2 separate regions of the Sus scrofa genome follow, and region 2 is linked to region 1. The links are chromatin contacts, called in public HiChIP or PLAC-seq maps. All regions are on one chromosome and are shown on one strand. The core of a region is the stretch at or near the end of the contact, and the rest is flanking DNA. Distances in the headings are between cores, read along the strand shown. Region 1 holds the start of TXLNA (alpha-taxilin). Region 2 holds the start of FAM229A (protein FAM229A).

Evidence for each region. HiChIP or PLAC-seq counts read pairs in DNA pulled down with a chosen protein or histone mark.
Region 2: a contact with region 1 is called in an H3K27ac HiChIP or PLAC-seq map of alveolar macrophages. The contact joins the promoter of FAM229A here to the promoter of TXLNA in region 1. A contact is called at or near these places in 1 of 47 Hi-C or Micro-C datasets (liver) and 1 of 2 datasets of contacts at active chromatin or transcription factors (alveolar macrophages).

Annotation. Positions count from the first base shown.
Region 1 is chr6:88,657,356-88,663,694 of Sscrofa11.1, forward strand. It overlaps TXLNA (alpha-taxilin), which reads left to right and starts at 2,696. Exons shown (of 11, transcript XM_003127774.6): 1 at 2,696-2,850; 2 at 3,387-3,596; 3 at 4,424-4,753. The coding sequence starts at 3,419.
Region 2 is chr6:88,811,187-88,817,525 of Sscrofa11.1, forward strand. It overlaps FAM229A (protein FAM229A), which reads right to left and starts at 2,508. Exons shown (of 3, transcript XM_003127761.4): 1 at 1-2,508. It overlaps BSDC1 (BSD domain-containing protein 1), which reads right to left. Exons shown (of 12, transcript XM_005665183.3): 10 at 4,489-4,592; 11 at 1-2,508. The coding sequence ends at 2,476. TSSK3 (testis specific serine kinase 3) reads left to right here. Exons shown (of 2, transcript NM_001287419.1): 2 at 1-373. The coding sequence ends at 373.

The DNA.
Region 1 (6,339 bases), core at 1,446-3,945:
ATAGGGAAGAGTACTGCCCAGAAGTCTCCTCAACCAGGGGAAACATTTACCATCTTAAGAGCCCTAAAACAATGCCCAGTTTGCACAATTTAAAACATTCTTGGAGGTCCTGCTGTGGTGCAGTGGGGGTTGGCAGCATTCCAGGAGTTCTGGGACATGGGTTCAGTCCCCGCCCAGCACAGCGGGTTAAGGATCCAGTGTTGCGACAGCTGTGGCTCAGATTTGATTCCTGGCCTGGGAGCTCCCTATGCTGCCGGGCAGCCAAAAAAAATTTTTTTTAAATAAAATATTCTCTGCCTTCTCTACCCCCAGACTGATGCTGGGCTTTAGGACTAGAGAATTTAGCCAAGAGTTATTGCAATTTTCAGGGACTTGTAAGCAATAATTTCAACACCTCATCGCTAGTGATGTAACAGAACTCTCTCCACACCTAGGGAGCTAGGATGAACTGCAGAGCACTGCAAAGGCTCTTTGAAGTGGGTGGGCCCCAAAAGGTTTTGTTTTACTCAGAAGGGCATTTTGGAAGGTGGTGCTGACTGGGAAAAAAAAAAAAAAAAAGCACAACCTAAACGTTGAGAGTTGTTTTATTTGGCAGACAAAACTGAGTACTTAAGTCCAGGATGCAGCTTCTGAGAGACTGTTCTGAAGACGTAAGGGAGAAGCCAGGATCTATAATAGTTTTTTTCAACAAACAGCAGGTAAATTACTGTTAATTAAAGAAAACCTGAGGAGTTCCCATTATGGCTCAGAGGAAATGAATCTGACTAGCATCCATGAGGATGCAGGTTCGATCCCTGGCCCCAGTCAGTGGGTTAAGGATCCGGTGTTGCCGTGAGCTGTGGTGTAGGTTACAGACATGGCTCAGACCTGGCACTGCTGTAGCTGTGGTGTAGGCCAGCCAGCTACAGCTCCAATTCAGCCTCTAGCCTGGGAACCTCCGTTTGCCGAGGGTGTGGCCCTAAAAGACAAAAAGAAAAAGAAAAGAAACGAAAACCTGATACTTCAAGTTAAGGAATTTAGCAGTTTTCTGTGTATGGGAAGATGCAAGAGTCTGGGCTTATTTCCTTTGATATGCAACTCAGCTAACTGGGGCCACTATCAGGTGCTTTTTCATCCTGAGTCTCCTCAGGGTGCTCTATGGGCTTGGGCGGGAGGGTGACTGCAGCACAGACTGCTAGATGGCAGGCAATTTGTTTCTACCCTGAGTTCCCCCAGGGCTCACCTTTGGGCAGCTGTAATGTGATGGCTTGATGGCTGCAACATCCTTTGTTTACTGATATGGCAGGTAACATTTTTTTCATCGACAATGGTATGGCACCTGCAAAAACCTGGGAAATCCTGGAAACAGTAAAAGTATAGCTGGAACAAAAAAGGCAGAGGGGGACGAAACATTGTAAATCAACTACGCTTTAATAATTTTTTTTAAAAGGCCAAGGGGATGAGGAGGATTGACAGGAAATAAAAGCAAAACCATTTAGGCATTAAATTTCAAGCACAGGAGTTCCTGTTGTGGCTCAGAGGTAAAGAATCCAACTAGCATCCATGAGGACACAGGTTCGATCCCTGGCCTCACTCAGTGGGTTAAGAATCTGGCATTGCCATGAGTTGCAGCGTAGGTCACAGATGTGGCTCGGGTCTGGCGTTGCTATGGCTGTGGTGCAGGCTGGCAGCCACTGCTCTGATTAGACCCCTAGCCTGGGAACTTCCATATGCCGCAGGTGCAGCCCTTAAAAAAAAAAAAAAAAAAAAAAAAAATCCAAGCACATAGGTTGCTGTGTTTTATTCTGTTGTCTACAGACAAATGGAAAAAGAATTGTGATTTCACATTTTGAGAAAAGCTTGGCTATTTTTCCCCTTTAGCACCAGTGCAACTGGGACTTGGTAGGAGTGGGCCAAAGAAAAGGCTCAGGAATCTGCTGAAACCAAACTTCCCCTTACAGGGCCTCAGCACCTTCCAAAGAGGGACTCAAGGTGGAAATGGGGATGGGAAATTAAGTATTTACTTTTCCAAGTTACCTTGACTCACCCTCAAGGAAAGCGCATCATGGTGATTATTTCTTCCTGAGTAAGAAGCAGGGTAGTCCAGTAGTTGAGATGGGTGCCAGACTTCCTGGCTTTGAAACTGCTCTAATCAGTCAATAGCTATGTGACCTTGGACAATCACCTAACAGGTGTAAATTGAGAGTAACAAATACTACAGTATTTATCTGGAGTAGTTACTGGGAAAGCTAGCATTCAAAGAACTACTGTTATTAAAATTTTCTATAGGAATACGGAAATCGAGGCTCTGGGAATGAAAAGAATGCCCGGTCACATAACAAATTAGTGATGAAATTAGGACTGGAAGGAATACAGATCTGATGTCCAGCACCGTATTTTATCCCTCGTCCTCAGAGTTCCTAGATAGTCACAGATATCCTCAGCAGGAGGGAAGGACGGGGTTGAGGTGTGCGGGGAAAAAGCAGCCAGGCGCAAGGCTCTGGGAGCTGAATCATAACTTCTGCGTGATGGAAAGGAGGTTGACGTGAGTACCAGTGCAGAATGACTGGCTGCTTTCGGACCTCCTGGGTCTGGGCTCCAAGAACGAAAGCCCTGTTGCAGCTTGGGAGTCGGGATCAGCCCGGTGCATGGAGGGACATGTAGTCCTTTCTGTCCCTCCACCCCCCCACTCCGCCTTCCCAACTCACCCGCCTCAGAGGCCGCCTTCGCTTCAACTTTCCCAGCAAGCCCCGCGAGAGCGCGGGCTATTGATTGGCCGCGGCGCGAGCAGGCGGCTCTGCCGGCAGCAGTTACCCAGGGTTTCCGGTGAGAGGCCAGAGCAGGAGAAGCCGTCGGGACGTCGGCGGTGGGGTGCGTATTGCGTCGGTTAGGGGTACAAGGCAAGCAGAGGGCCCGGGGCCCGACGCCTTCGGACGGTTCAGGGAATTACGCCGATTCCGCACGAGGACTCGGGCTGGAGTGCAGGGGCCGAGGCCTGTGCGCATGCGCGGGCGGAGCGCGCGGCTGGAGGGCGCGCGGGGCGTGGGTGGCTGCGCGCGCGCGCGGGGGGGTGGGCACACGTGGGGCCTGGGGGGCGGGGAGGAACCGGGAATCCAGCGTCCCGCCACGTCAGTCCCTGGGCCTGAGCCTGTCCGGCGCACGGGCTGTGGTGAGAGGGCTGGGTTGTGCCGGGGAAGTAGCTTCGGGGAAAAAGGAGGCCTCCTCTCCCCTGCTGTTGGGCACACCAGACTTCCCTGACCGACCAGAGATAGGGAGCCCCACTGGCTCCCATCCGAGGAAGGCCGGTCGGTTTAAGAAGCTTTGCGGGTCCGGTGTGGAGATATCAGATCCAGGCTGCGAAGAATTGTTTAAAGTCTGGAAAATAGCAAGTGTATTTGTTTCTATAGGTTCTGCTCATAACCTAACGTTGCAAACAACAATGAAGAACCAAGACAAAAAGAATGGGGCTGCCAAGCAATCTGGCCACACTTCCAACCCCAAAAACACCCCGGGGCAACCGGAAGCAGGACCAGAGGGAGGCCAGGGGCGGCCCAGCCAGTCTGCTCCCACGACAGAAGCTGAAGGTTCCACCAGCCAGGCTCCAGGGAAGGCTGAGGGTGTGTGCCAGCTCTGCTTTTCCAATGGGCAGGGGGAGGAGTTTATGGTGCGTCAGTCTAGCTTCTGGGGTTAGAAGCCAAGGCCACTGTTTATCCAGAAGGGAGGAAATGTAGAATGAGGGGAGGACACCACTGAGTCCTTGAGTGCCCACTCTGCGCTGGGGAGTTGATAGAGCCTCCCACCCTAAGCACAGGGACAGAACTCTCCTGAGAGAAGCTTCTGACAGGATTAAGTCAGGTTGGCAGTCAAATGAGGCACCCAACCAGCAAATCAAAAACACCACTTTCAGCAGTGGGTAACTGCTATTCCTATTTGAGGCATTTCTGGAACTTTTTTTTTTTTTTCTTTTTTTTCTGTTTCTTAGGGCCCCACCCTAGGCATATGGAGGTGCCCAGGCTCAAGTCGAATTGGAGCTACAGCTGCCAGCCTGCACCACAGTCACAGCAACACAGGATCCCTCACCTACTAAGTGAGGCCAAGGGTCGAACCTGAGTCTTCATGAATACTAGTCAGATTCGTTTCTGCTGCACCACAACGGGAACTCTTGGAACTTTTTTAATAGCAAGAAGTGACATTTGCAGGTGGACTAGACCTTGAGTTCCTGCTACATGATGCCACCTCTGTGTTGGGTGGTCTCCTTACTTGATTTCTCTTATAACAAGCATGGTTGGGCAGAGGTGAGAAATAGTTTTATCAGTAATAAAACTGAGGTTTAAAGAAGTTAGGTAACATTTAACCCAAACTAGTAAGTTTGGGCCTGAAAAAATCCCAGCCAGTGGCATAATGGTCTTATTTCTGACTCTGCCCCTCATCCCTCCTGCTGCAGGAGCACAAGCCAAAACTGGGGCCCTCCGTGATGTCTCAGAGGAGTTGAGCCGCCAATTGGAAGACATCCTCAGTACATACTGTATAGACAACAATCAGGGGGGCCCAGGCGAAGATGGGGCACAGGGTGAGCCTGGTGAACCTGAAGATGCAGAGAAGTCCCGGACCTATGCCTCAAGGAATGGGGAGCCTGAGCCAGAGACCCCAGTAGTCAATGGTGAGAAGGAGCCCTCCAAGGGGGAGCCGGGCGCAGACGAGATCCGGGCAAGTGACGAGGTCGTAGACCGAGACCACCGAAGGCCCCAGGAAAAGAAGAAAGCCAAAGGTCTAGGTGAGCAGAGGGCAGCTGCTTATGAGGCTGGTGAGGGGAGGGAGTTTGAATCTGACATTCCTGGGTTAGCCTGCTGTGCCAGGATTTGGAGGAAACACTACTTCCAGAGCAGCTACTTACTTTTTGTTTTTGTTTTTTCTAATGTTTTTTTCATTCAGCGGGTTTATTACATTTATACCTGTACAACCATCATCACAACCTGATTTGAGAACATTTTCAACCTACATAGTTTAATGAGAGCAGGGGCTGCAGGACCATAGCATAGAGACGTGCAGGTTCACTGCACAAGGGCTTCTAGCCTGGGAGCAAGCGGGAACCGAAGTCTAACCTGCTCTCTTTGAGAAGATGGAAAGAAGGAGGCCTGAGTGGTCAGTCCTCTTCAGCCAGCACCACTTCTAACTTGCTGTGTGACCTTGGGCGAGACCTTTCTCCTCTCTGGTCCTTGGTTTTCACTTCTCTACACAATAAGAGAATTGGATTAGATGAGGTTGAAAACTCAAATAAAGCCAAGCTAGCCAGAGGCACCCATGAGGACCAAGAGAATGCCTGCTTTATTCAAAGGCTTGACTGCCACCTGGCCCCAGGTGAGACGATAGCATGGAAAACTACAGGCTAACTGTAGCTGGCATTTGTTTTTTGTTTTCTGTTTGGTTTTTTTTTTTTTTTTTTTTTTGTCTTTTGTCTTTTTGTTGTTGTTGTTGCTGCTATTTCTTGGGCCGCTCCCACGGCATATGGAGATTCCCAGGCTAGGGGTCGAATCGGAGCTGTAGCCACCGGCCTACGCCAGAGCCACAGCAACGGGGGATCCGAGCCGCGTCTGCAACCTACACCACAGCTCACGGCAACGCCGGATCGTTAACCCACTGAGCAAGGGCAGGGACCGAACCCGCAACCTCATGGTTCCTAGTCGGATTCGTTAACCACTGCGCCACGACGGTAACTCCTGGCATTTGTTTTTTAAGCCAGAAATCTAGGGTTATTATGTGACATCTCTAGATTTTTTACAGTTGGCAACTAATACACTAGAAGCCAAACATAACCCATCTGTGGGTTGTATTTGGCCTGTGTGCTAGTGATTTTCAGTCTGTGCATTGATTTCAGAGCCTCCCAAGGTTGACACTTCAGGAGCCTAGTGCTGTGCTATCTACGCTGATCCTCTTTTTTTTTTTTTTGGCTTTTTTGCTATTTCTTGGGCCGCTCCCACGGCATATGGAGGTTCCCATGCTAGGGGTTGAATCGGAGCTGTAGCCACCGGCCTACGCCAGAGCCACAGCAACGCGGGATCCGAGCCGCGTCTGCAACCTACACCACAGCTCACGGCAACGCCGGATCATTAACCCACTGAGCAAGGGCAGGGACCGAACCCGCAACCTCATGGTTCCTACTCGGATTCGTTAACCACTGCGCCACCACAGGAACTCCTGATCCTCTCTTTGACTCAGGCACAGCCTAAAGGGGAGTGACTTGGGTGCAGGTAGAGGGTTAGTGTGTGTTAAAGAATCAAAGCTAGGGAATTCCCATCTTGGCTCAGTGGTAACAAACCCAACTAGTAACCATGAGGACTTGGGTTCAATCCCTGTCCTCCC
Region 2 (6,339 bases), core at 1,258-3,757, 150 kb after region 1:
CAACCTGAAGCTGACAGACTTTGGCTTCGCCAAGGTGTTGCCCAAGTCATGCCGGGAGCTGAGCCAGACCTTCTGCGGCAGCACAGCCTATGCCGCCCCCGAGGTACTGCAGGGTATTCCCCACGATAGCAAGAAAGGGGACATCTGGAGCATGGGCGTGGTCCTGTACGTCATGCTCTGTGCCAGCCTACCTTTTGATGACACAGACATCCCCAAGATGCTGTGGCAGCAGCAGAAAGGGGTGTCCTTCCCCACTCATCTGGGCATCTCAGCCGAATGCCAGGACTTGCTGAAGCGGCTCCTGGAACCAGACATGACCCTCCGGCCTTCAATTGAAGAAGTTAGTTGGCATCCATGGCTAGCAAGCACTTGATAAAAGCAATGGCAAGTCCTCCCCAATAAAGCAGGGGGAGAAAGCAAACCCAAAAACCCGCTTCTAAAATGTTGATATATATTTTACACTTTAAGTTTACTTATCCTAAATCTTACCTATACCCTCCCCAGCCTTACTTCTCTTTCCCTTTAAAGATCTTCATGGAACGAGAGGGCCTCATTCAGACTTCCCTTTTATTACGGCTGACAAGTGATTTTCATACCGGTGTTTAACTAAAGTTAATTAAAAACAGTCCCCAGAATCATACACGTACAGGGGGAGGACAGGAGAAAAATGACCAAGAGCAACTGAAAAAACTGTTGTTGCAACTTCCTTTCCAAATAAAAGCAGAAGCGTTGGGAATGCAGAACAGCCTCTTGACTCCTTGTCTTGGTGAGAGGCCTGCTGGGGGCTTGGCCCTTCCTCATCCCAAAGGCCGAGCCGAGTCTGGGATGAGGACAAGGGACTTCCTCAGGACCCAGGCTACCTCCCACCACAACCCTCCCCCAGGCTCTAAGTAGGAAGCCACCCTGCTCTGGCTCTAGGCAGTTGCTGTGGGGACAAGAACAGACCCCCAGACACTTTCCAGCTTCTGTTGAATCTCTTTAATGCTGTTAACGGCAAATCTGGAAAAGGTTCAGGAAAAAGTTCTTTTTTCTTTCTTTTTTAATTACAAAACTAACAGCTGTTAGAATCTTTTTTTTTCCTTTTTTCTTTTCCCAGCTAGAAAATACTCTGGGGAGATGCATTATAATTTAAAATATATAATATTGCACAAACAACCAAAAGGTTAATTAAACTAAAGAAATAATTACAAAGAGAAAACCCCATCCCATCAAAAAAAAAAAAGATTAAGCATTCTCTCCATCCCACCCCCTCACGGAAGGTCTGAAGTGGAAGTGACCACCACTCTCTTGGCGTCCCTGACCACGATCCCTTTAAATCATTGGTGAACACACCAGATTATGTACAAGAATCACCAGAGCAGCATCATGAAGCACCAGGGGCTCCAGGGATTCCTGCAGCCCCTCATTCCCCCAAGAGAGGCGCAGCTTTACCAGTGTGGAGGGTGAGAGCCACAAAGACTGGATCTGCCTTCAGGAAGAAGAGCTTTTGCAGAAGCCTGATGAGAGTCTCAAGAAGTTCACCCCCAACATATCCCTTCAGGAAACCGAAGGGTTGCGGCGGAGAAGCTGGGCTTACCAGAGTTGTAAGTACTCGGCTTTGATCACTGCTCTGTACCGCTGGTAGCTGGCTTGTGTCCTAAGCTACAGGGGAGTCGAGGTGGGTAGCTGGTTGGACAAGGTATCCTGCCAGTCAACGCATGGAAGGGCCTGAAGTGGCCCCCTCCCTTCTTGGGGAGGGGAAGAGGAGCAAGAGCAGACTCTTGCAGGTGGCACAGCTGGGCTAAGGACTCGGGTGCATCTGACATGAAGAAGCCTTGGGAAAGGCATTGGGGACATACCAACCTGGACTGGGTGAAAGGAGGGAGGCGGGAACTCAAAATTTGGTCTCTAGATTCTGAACCACAAGGAACCTTTCCAGGAATGGAAAATGCCTGGGAGGGAGATTCCTAAGAGAGGCAAATGTCCCAGAAGCGAATGCCTCTTACCCGCTGGGATAGGAACTGAAATGTGTTCGCATCCCTGTCTAGCCAAAGGCAGGTGGCACGGCCTTCCCTGCCTGCTTGTAGGTGAGAGTGTGTTGTCTCGGCGTCCTCCAAGAGATTGGTGGTTTAGCCTCTGTCTACACAGGTAGATGGGCTAGGGCTATCCCTTGGGACTTCCTAGCAAGCGTACCCAGGAACAGAGGGCATTCAGCAGAAAAATGTAAGCTCTTCCGGTGGGGGTAGGTCTCCTCCCCCTCGGGTCATCCTAGGGTTAGCACAAGTCAGAGTTCCTGATTTGGATTTATCGAGCCCCTTCCCAGATGTGCGGAGAGGCCTAAAGGGCCAACAAGGAGCAACCCAGAATTTCCCCAGAGCTCTGGCTGATAGAGGCCATTTAGGGGACAGTCTTAGTCAGTGTCTTCCAGGGCCAGGCTGAGACGTGCGAGGGAGGTGGGAGGTGCTGTGGCGGGGGAGCTGCGTGCTCTGGCTCCCCTCATTCCCAGTCCTCCCACTCTACGTCTTCCAGCTGCAAAGGGAGGGGATAATGGAGAGCACAAACACGTATTTACTCCTCTGAGTCAAGCCCAGACCCAGGCTCCCCAGCTGCCTCCATTTCAGGAAAGCCCTCCCACAACCCCCACCCCTGGGCCATATGCAGCCTCCTATAAATGCGAACTACTAGCCTTAAGGAATGTCTGGGGAGCAGAGCTGCCCTCTGCCTAGGGGGTGAGTCGGCTGCTCTGATTGCTCCAGACTCAAAGGAAAGCTTCTACCAATCAACACTGGACACTACAAGGGGATACCCTGCCTATAAGAACTAAGTCAGTCAACCCCTTAAGGAAAATTTGTCTCCTGCAGAGCAGCTAAGAACACGAGTCTGAGAGGCAGGAAACTTGAGAGTGGCACTGTGATTAGAAGCAAGCATGGCACTGGACTACAGGGGCTCACAGGGTCTCTACCTGGGGCTCTAGCTCCCTAATCCCCAGCTGAAGTCTCTGTAGGCAACTCTTCTGGCTTGTTGGCAGCAATCCCTGGTATGATGGGTTATAGAGTGATTCTGTTCTGCATTATCATATGTCAAGTTTTAAAGAGAGCTGCAAGAGTTCCCGTCGTGGCGCAGTGGTTAACGAATCCGACTAGGAACCATGAGGTTGCAGGTTCGGTCCCTGCCCTTGCTCAGTGGGTTAACGATCTGGCGTTGCTGTGAGCTGTGGTGTAGGTTGCAGATGTGGCTCGGATCCCGTGTTGCTGTGGCTCTGGCGTAGGCTGGTAGCTACAGCTCCGATTGGACCCCTAGCCTGGGAACCTCCATATGCCGTGGGAGCGGCCCAAGAAATAGAAAAAGACAAAAAAAATAATAATAATAATAAAATAAAATAAAGAGAGCTGCAAAGGAGTTCCTGCAGTGGCACAATGGGATTAGCAGGATCTTGGGAACATGGGACACAGGTTCTATTCCTGGCCCAGCACAGTGGGTTAAGGATCTGGCGTTGCTGCAGCTGCAGCTTAGGTTACAACTGCAGCTCAGTTCTGATCCCTGGCCCAGAAATTCCATATGCCGCAGGGCAGCCAAAATAGAAAAAAAAAACCAAAAACCAAAAAAGGGCTTCGAAGACAGCAAAGACATGAAGGCCCTGTGGCATGAGAGGGCACAAGACCTTCTCTATCCTGAGTATAGTGAGGTCACAGGTGTAAAATACTCTTGCATAGTCACTACCTGCCCCCAGGCCTCAGTCTCCCAACATGAAAAATAAGGCCCTTCCCATCTCTCTAATCTGTTCGCCTCTTTAGAGCAGGTTCTTGAGCTACATGATGGAAGGAACCATGTGGTTCTTGTGTGACAGTGGATATAAAATGACTTGAATCACATGTGTGGACTGGAGCCTCAATCCTGTCCCTTATTAGCTGTGAGAGCTTCATCCCCAGGCTCTGATTCAAAACGACCCATTCTTGATCCTGAGAAGTGGTTTAGAATAATAGGCCTTTGAGCTTATAACTGGATTGGCTTTTGTGGTGGTTTCAGGAACATGGACCAGTGCTCCCATGTTTCCCAGGGACTATGCCTCAAGTGTGCACATGCATCATCTATCACAGTGTATGAGATTACAGTGATCAATGCCAGGCCACAGAGGCTCAGGTTCAGTGATCACACTGTCAAATTGTCTCCAAGGCCAGGAGTTTGCTCAAGTTCCCCCCATCTGGCCACCATGAATCAAAAGATCTGGGGCAGGATGGCAAATCATTTTTTAGTAGCTCCCCAGGTAATTCTGACAGGAGCTAATGTCAAGTACTCTCCCAGCCATCCACCCTGGAATCGAGGGGAGGCAGAGCCTGCTGATCACAACTGTTCTGGGCCTGAGTGGGAGGCCTGAGCTCCTTTCCCGAAAGCCTGCCACCTAGCTAGGAGCAAAGACCCATCCTGAGGGGACACCTGGGCTTGGTGGGGCGAGTCCTGAGACCTGGGATCATTGGGCTTGCCTCCCTGTGGCCAATCAGGCCCACTCACCTCCCCAGAGGCGTCCACTTTGGAAAGTGCCATCTGCACTTCTTCCTCAGTCATGTCCAAGTCAAAGTCCTTCTCCCAGTCCTCGCTGATGTCTGTGCTTGAGCCTAGAACGATGACCCAGAGTGTGAAAGACAGGCAGGGGTATGTGAAGAGGTTGTGGCTGGGGCTGACAGCACCCTTTACAAGGGCCTGAGAAATACACCTCAAAGGTCCTTAACATTCTCCCTTCCCTGGCTCAGTGATCCCACTTTTAGGAATCTATTCTAAGGAAGAATCTTGGATTTGGTAAAAAAACATAACCATAAGAATATTCACTGTTTTGCTGTTACAGTAATGAAAACTTCGAAAACCACCTGAAAGTCCACTGCTAGGAAATTACAAAAATAAATGGTGCAGTCATAAGATGAAACATTATGTGGCGTTTAAAGTTTAGGCTATAGAACGTTTATATACATGGCAAAACAGTTACCCAATAGTGGAGAAGCACTTTGACCCAGAAGCTCCCTGGGGGCCATGGAAATCTTCTGGAAGAAATAAACAATGAACCTCTTCCTTCTCAGTCACACCATTCTACCTACACTGATCCTGCTACTCCTGAAACATACCAGGCACATTCCTACCTGGGGCCTTTGCAAAGATTGTTCCCTGTACCTGGAGCTCTTCCCCAGATATCCACAGGCTAACCTGTTTGCTTCCTTCACACCTTTGCTCAAATCTCACCATCTCAGTGTGGCCTACCCTGACTGTCCAACATTCAACGGCAACCGTGCCCCCCTCACTCTGCTCTGGTGGTTCTCTCTTCCATTATATCACTTTCCAGTGTATTACATAATCAGATTTACTATGCTTATTGTCTAGTAATAGAGGAGGCAGAATGAAAGCTCCCCGAGGACAGGACTCTTTTGTTCTCTTATGCATTCCAAGTGACTAGAACAAATAGTTTGTACTCAATAAATATTCATGGACCCTTTCTCTAAATCAGGGGTTGGCAAACTATGGCCTGTGGACCCAGTCCAGCCTACCATCTGTTTTTTGAAAATAAAATTTTGAAACACGCCATGGCCATTTGTTTACATATTGTCTATGACTGCTTTCATGCTGAAACAACAGTGTTGAGGAGGTGGGACAGAAACTGTATATCCCCAACGCCTAAAATATTTTGACCTGGCTCTGTATGGAAAACATTTACTCCTTCCTGCGCTAGATGATTCTGATGCTGCTGAAGTTTGCCAACCACTGCTCCAAACATTCATATTTGGGTATGGCTTCTTACAGGCAATATAAAAAAATGTACATGTAGAAGTTTTTACTAAGAAGACAACTACAAAGATAGTTCCTATATACGTAGTATGATTCCATTTAAAAAATATGCTCATAGATACATGCACACAAATAGGAAGGATGAGCAAAATATTCACAAGAATATGAATAGTTCTCTCTAGGTGATGAGGTCATGGGGTAAAAATTTTTCTTTTTTTCCCCCTAAAATGAACACATATTACTTTGTAATCTTTTTTCTTTCTTTTTTTTTTTTTTTTTTTAAAGCACCTTTAAAAAGAGTAAGCTCTGGAGTTCCCATTGTGGCTCAGAGGTAACAAATCTAACTAGTATCCATGAGGTCTTACCCCTGCCCTCACTCAGTGGGTTAAAGTATCCCATGTTGTTGTGGCTGTGGCATAGGCTGGCAGGTGCAGCTCTGATTCGACCCTGTAGCCTGAGAATCTCTTCCCCCCCCGAAAAAAAAGAGTAAGCTCTGATCTCCCAATGGCACCATCTGTAAATATTTTGTTTCATCTTTTCCAGGTTGTTCCTCACCAGGGTCCCAGGCTCTGAGACACACACCCCCTCGCG